2 separate regions of the Oryza sativa genome follow, and region 2 is linked to region 1. The links are chromatin contacts, called in public HiCAR-type maps. All regions are on one chromosome and are shown on one strand. Each heading gives the region's core, a stretch centred on a gene start, on an enhancer-like site or on the middle of the called end of the contact. The rest is flanking DNA. Distances are from core to core; before and after follow the strand shown.

Region 1 (2,700 bases), core at 118-2,617:
TTTTCTAGATTCTACGACTACAGATTGATTCTCAGAATCTGGGTAAAAAGCTGAACTGTTGGAGGGAGCTTCTGGCTACTGGAGATTCTAGGAGAAGCTGCAGCTGCTAGAAGCTCCCCCAAACAGATCCATAGAATGAATTAATTATTATAAAGTTGAAATTATATTTTAAACAGATTTTTAATAAATTCATATGTATATAAAGTTTTTATTAAAATTATATCGTTTAGTAGTTTGAGAAGCGTGCCTATCTATGTATTCTTTCATATGTACTTTCTATAAAGTTATATCCCACTAAGTCTAAAGCTCAACATGCAACCATATCACATTATCACCCACTAGTAATAATTACATATTCTTATCAAGCATACAACATCATCTACAATTTATTTAATTTTATAAATCAACATGTAAGTATATCTAATCATCACCCCTCACATCATTTGCACAATATTTTAACAAATCTATCATTTTTACAATATTTAAGATATACTTATCAATATGTTTCACATTAATACGGGGTATCATTTGTTTGTTTCATGATAAGCATTGATAAACCCTGATGTTTTATTATTTTTTTTCTCTTGAAAAACAAATTGAGCATTGTTTACTAATTCCCGCATCACCTAGTTTCTTTAAAAGGGACAGCCCAAAAGTGATTAATTTACTGTATTTGAAATATGGCATAAAGAAATGTTTTTTGGGAGCATTGGCTGCAACTTGCGAGGAGTACAAACAGTCGTACAGTGTTACGTACAATCCTCACCTACCATTTCCGGTCCCTACTGATCACCAGCCAGCAACCCCCGAAAAGCAGTACATTCCCAGATGCAATTTGGGAGTAGATTCATTGAACATCGCAGATTGGCAGTGTAGAGAACATGGTGTTTCGGAAATCCTGCAATCAGTATAGACAGCTAGTACTAGCTAGCCTTCTGTGGCCTGATAAACCCGCCCAAAAAAGGACCGTCCTGCCCGAATCAAAATCAATCATTCAATCAATTGACCGCGCAAGACAGAAAATCTCCCTTGTTATCCCTCTCTCCAGAGAAGCAGCAACCGGGTTAGTACAGTACGCAGCAACGGCTTCTGGCGTAGCAGGTGCCGGGACAACGTCCACATGCGCCACATACCGCCCTGCGCACCCGTGCCGGTAGGCCCGGTACACGGTCCCTACCCCGCCACGCTCCCAGAGGCCGCGAAACCGGAGTAGAGAAATCAGCCATATCCGCGGCGCGCGATCGGCGCCAGGCAGTAGCGTGGTAGGACCGTACATTCCACCTCGCGCGCGACCCACTAGCTACCAGCCTTCTACTACTAACACCCACCCGGCCGTGCCGCTGCCGCCGTGTGCCCGAGCGAGCCCACGCCCACATGCACCCGCGTGTCTCCCACCCTTCCCCCTTAAATACCACGCTATTCCGCAGGTGGCAGGTCGATGTCTCGCTGCTCGACGTACCACTACTACTGCTGCACGCACTAACCGTCCGGACGTCCGGTGGACATCGACCGGCGCCATATGGCGATCACGGGGTCCAAGAAGCCGGGGCAGCTCAAGCAGATGCTGCGGAGGTGCTCGTCCAGCCTCGGGATAAAGGGCGCCGGCGGCGACGACGATGGGCTGCCTGGGGACGTGCCGAGGGGCCACTTCGCCGTGTACGTCGGCATCAGCCGGAGACGCTACATCGTGCCGGTGGCGTGCCTTGCGGCGCCAGAGTTCCAGGAGCTTCTCAGGAAGGCCGAGGAGGAGTTTGGCTTCGACCACGACATGGGTATCACCCTGCCCTGCGATGAGGCCACCTTCCACGGCGTCCTCGCCTCCGCCTCTGCCACCTCCATCAGATGAGATGAGGCAGGCGCGCTTGCATTGCGATTTGTTGCATTGCTTGCTAGGGTAGAAATTGAGGCATGATCGTGCATGGATGTTGGCACATTCTTATTTTTTTCCTCTCCTCTCTAGCTAGCTTCAATTCCTATTGTAAGTTCGGCTGTGCTGTGATCGATCGAGTTGTGAAAATTCTCAGAGCGTGCTGCCATTTGGCTGCCCTGTGAGAACGATATTCCAACTTCCATAGATCGATCGCTCAAGTAAAAATATTGTGTTCCAGCCCAACGAAAAATAACATCATTTTCATCAGATGATCATTGTTTTTGTTTGGTGTACTGGGGCGCACTGATCAATCACATGGTGGACACCTGTTCTTGCTCTCTTATGTGTACTGGACTGACTGCGTGTCGCACTCGTACCAGAGTGACATCTGCAAACAGGCATCTCTCCAGATTAGGTTCTGTTTCTGTGTTTAGTTTGTGTGTTAAATTTTTTTAAGTATACGGACACATATTTAAAGTATTAAATATAAAATAATAACAAAACAAATTATAGATTCCACCTGTAAACTACATGTGAGACGAATCTATTAAGCCTAATTAATCCGTCATTAGCAAATGTTTACTATAGCACCACATTATTAAAACATGACATAATTAGGCTCAAAAGATTCGTCTCGCGATTTACATGCAAACTGTGTAATTGGTTTTTTCGTCCACATTTAAAGCTCTATGCATGTGTCTAAACATTTGACGTGATAAAAAAGTTGAAAGTTTGAAGAAAAAAGTTTAAATCTAAACACAGCCTGAAGCGAAAAGTAAAAGTGAAGATGATCAGTAACAGTCGAAGGATCTCTCGACTCCAAGAGAACT
Region 2 (2,952 bases), core at 117-2,616, 150 kb after region 1:
AGAGCTGTGACCTCCATGATTAATTAGTTAGGGTTAGACTCCCCAGAACCAGCCTGTCCGAAAAGCTAATTTAAGGCACTGCCTGTTGGGTGGCTGGACCAGGCAGGCGCTGCATACCCGGCACGACAAACCTCGCAGGCAACAACTCCAGTTTTCTGCTCTTGGATGCCCACAAGAAGTTAAGCATCTATCATAGCATCCATGCCGGATAGAGTTAGCTACGTACTACTACTTCTAGCACTGTGTCGATTGATGGATGGATCATTAACCTTTCTTCCAAGGGACCAGCAGCTAGCCAGACGCCAGTTCCTTCTTCCTGGAATATCCCTGCCAAAGCATGAGCTGCTGTGCTGCTAGTCACTTTCATGCCGGCCGGCCTGCTGTTATGATTAGTACCAAGCGGTTTTTGGTTGGTTATACCGACACACACACACACACACACCATATATGTAAATCCATGCAGGGTGTTGTAAGGATGGAGGAGGCACAATTATGTCGTTAGGCCTTGTCACTTTCATGCATCCTCTTGAAGACTATTATTCTGGTGTAAGGTTAATCATGCATGCATATACTATATCCAAATTAGGATGAAATATATAGCAAGGAAACTAGGGATCTCTTACGAGGAAAACATATAGGAAATCATTGTTGCGGTGTGTGCAGGTGGACTTAGACCTCATGTTCGGCCTTTCTATGACAATCACTTCCTTCTGACGCTGCTAGTCTTATTGGAAATGCACAAGAACTGATCCATTCATTACTTATCATTGTGGACATATATGTACTTGTACTTAATCGTCACTGACACGACGGATATATGTACTTGTTGCGCGCTAGCTGTGATTACCGAAGAAGACGGCCAACAGTTGGAAACATTGCAGGTCACATCGTGCCCAAAACACCGAGTCAACACAGCATCTCTGAAGGAACCACACAACTTGAGATGATGTGATATTTGAGAGCAACGTACAAGTACACACAATTGAGAATTGAGATTACGCATCTGGTGACACACACATATAACTTGAGACATGTGATGATTGGGAACAACTTTTGATCACTACACATCCATATATACGAAACAATTTTTGTGGGGAGCGCACAAATCCAAGAGGGGGAGATGAAAAGGAGTAGCTAGCTAGCTAGTCTAGTTAGATGCCCTAGAATCAAGCAGCTGAGAAGTTGGTGGTTGACATGAGAAGTGCCTTGCCTCCCTCCTCCTCCCTTGCTTTGTTCGTTCGGCGTCTCTCTCTCCGCATTTTCTGTGTCTGGTGAGGGGTAGTAGCGGTGGTGGTGGTGGCGTCCCTCTCCTCCTCCCTCCCACCTATCATTATTCTAATCAAGCGGCAAAGTGGAGAAGAGAATTGGCCAGACCAAGCCAGGCAGGGTGCCGTCTTTCTTTCCCATCTTTTCCCCTCTTCCCTCTCTCATCGCGCAGCACAACACACACCACCACACCACACCAGTAGTAGAGCACCATGCATCCTCCTTAGCTTTCCTCCCCTTCCATCCTCCTCTCCCCCTTTGCTTTCCTCGCGACTGTTCCATCTCGTAGGTTTCGTCTCTTCGTCGGCCCCTTCCTTCCCACTTGAGACTTGAGAGAGATTTGTTCCTAGATAAGATAGAGGCCAAATAAAAAAGATCTTGGAGGAAAAAGAAAGCAAGTGAGTGGAGTGAAAGAGAGAGAGGAAGAGCAAGAGGGATAACCTAGCTAATTGATTGCTAGCTTGCAAGGATGGATCCGGTCACGGCATCAATACACGGTCACCATCTTCCTCCACCGTTCAACACCCGCGACTTCCATCACCATCTCCAGCAGCAGCAGCACCAGCTGCATCTCAAGACCGAGGATGACCAAGGCGGCGGCACTCCGGGTGTCTTCGGCAGCCGCGGCACCAAGCGCGACCACGACGACGACGAGAACAGTGGCAACGGCCATGGAAGCGGTGGTGACGGCGGTGACCTCGCGCTGGTACCCCCCTCGGGTGGCGGGCCGGACGGCGCCGGGAGCGAGAGCGCCACGCGCCGCCCGAGGGGACGCCCGGCGGGGTCCAAGAACAAGCCGAAGCCACCGATCATCATCACCAGGGACAGCGCCAACACGCTCCGGACGCACGTCATGGAGGTGGCCGGCGGCTGCGACATCTCCGAGAGCATCACCACGTTCGCGCGACGCCGGCAGCGCGGGGTTTGCGTGCTCAGCGGCGCCGGCACCGTCACTAACGTCACGCTGCGGCAGCCCGCATCGCAGGGAGCGGTCGTTGCGCTCCACGGCCGGTTCGAGATACTCTCCCTCTCCGGCTCCTTCCTCCCGCCGCCCGCCCCGCCGGAGGCCACGGGGCTCACCGTCTACCTGGCCGGAGGCCAGGGCCAGGTCGTGGGCGGCAGCGTCGTCGGCGCGCTGACCGCGGCTGGGCCTGTGGTGATAATGGCGGCGTCTTTTGCGAACGCGGTGTACGAGCGGCTGCCGTTGGAGGACGACGAGCTACTGGCGGCTCAAGGGCAAGCCGACAGCGCTGGGTTGCTCGCCGCGGGGCAGCAAGCGGCGCAGCTCGCCGGCGGGGCCGTCGATCCAAGCCTCTTCCAAGGACTACCACCAAACCTACTCGGAAACGTGCAGCTGCCGCCGGAAGCCGCCTACGGATGGAACCCTGGAGCCGGCGGTGGCCGCCCGGCGCCGTTCTGAGATGGATCGATTCCGCGACAGCAACGCAGCATAGAAAGGTTAAGTGCTTTAATTAGCTTTCTCTTCACTTGGAGTTGGAGACTACTCTTTCTTGGAGGATTTCCGTGGGAATTATGCATGTGATTTCAGGTGTTATTAATCGTTATTATGTCAGCGTCGGGGATTAATTGTTTCGTGATATGTAGCTCTCTCTCTCTCTCTCTCTGTCTCTGTCTTTTTTTCGGCTATTTCTTGTGTCTTCCTCTTAACTGATCTCGCTGTTGACT

The links. HiCAR-type assays count read pairs that join an accessible place to other places.
Region 2: a HiCAR-type map of leaf shows a contact between it and region 1, with 2.2 times the contacts expected there. The contact joins the promoter of LOC4329258 here to the promoter of LOC4329253 in region 1. A contact is called at or near these places in 2 of 15 Hi-C or Micro-C datasets (leaf and panicle) and 1 of 4 datasets of contacts at active chromatin or transcription factors (leaf).

Annotation. Positions count from the first base shown.
Region 1 is chr2:14,811,351-14,814,050 of ASM3414082v1, forward strand. LOC4329253 (auxin-responsive protein SAUR50) reads left to right here and starts at 1,368. Exons shown (of 1, transcript XM_015769468.3): 1 at 1,368-2,137. The coding sequence starts at 1,520. The coding sequence ends at 1,846.
Region 2 is chr2:14,963,859-14,966,810 of ASM3414082v1, forward strand. LOC4329258 (AT-hook motif nuclear-localized protein 24) reads left to right here and starts at 1,367. Exons shown (of 1, transcript XM_015768053.3): 1 at 1,367-2,952. The coding sequence starts at 1,736. The coding sequence ends at 2,686.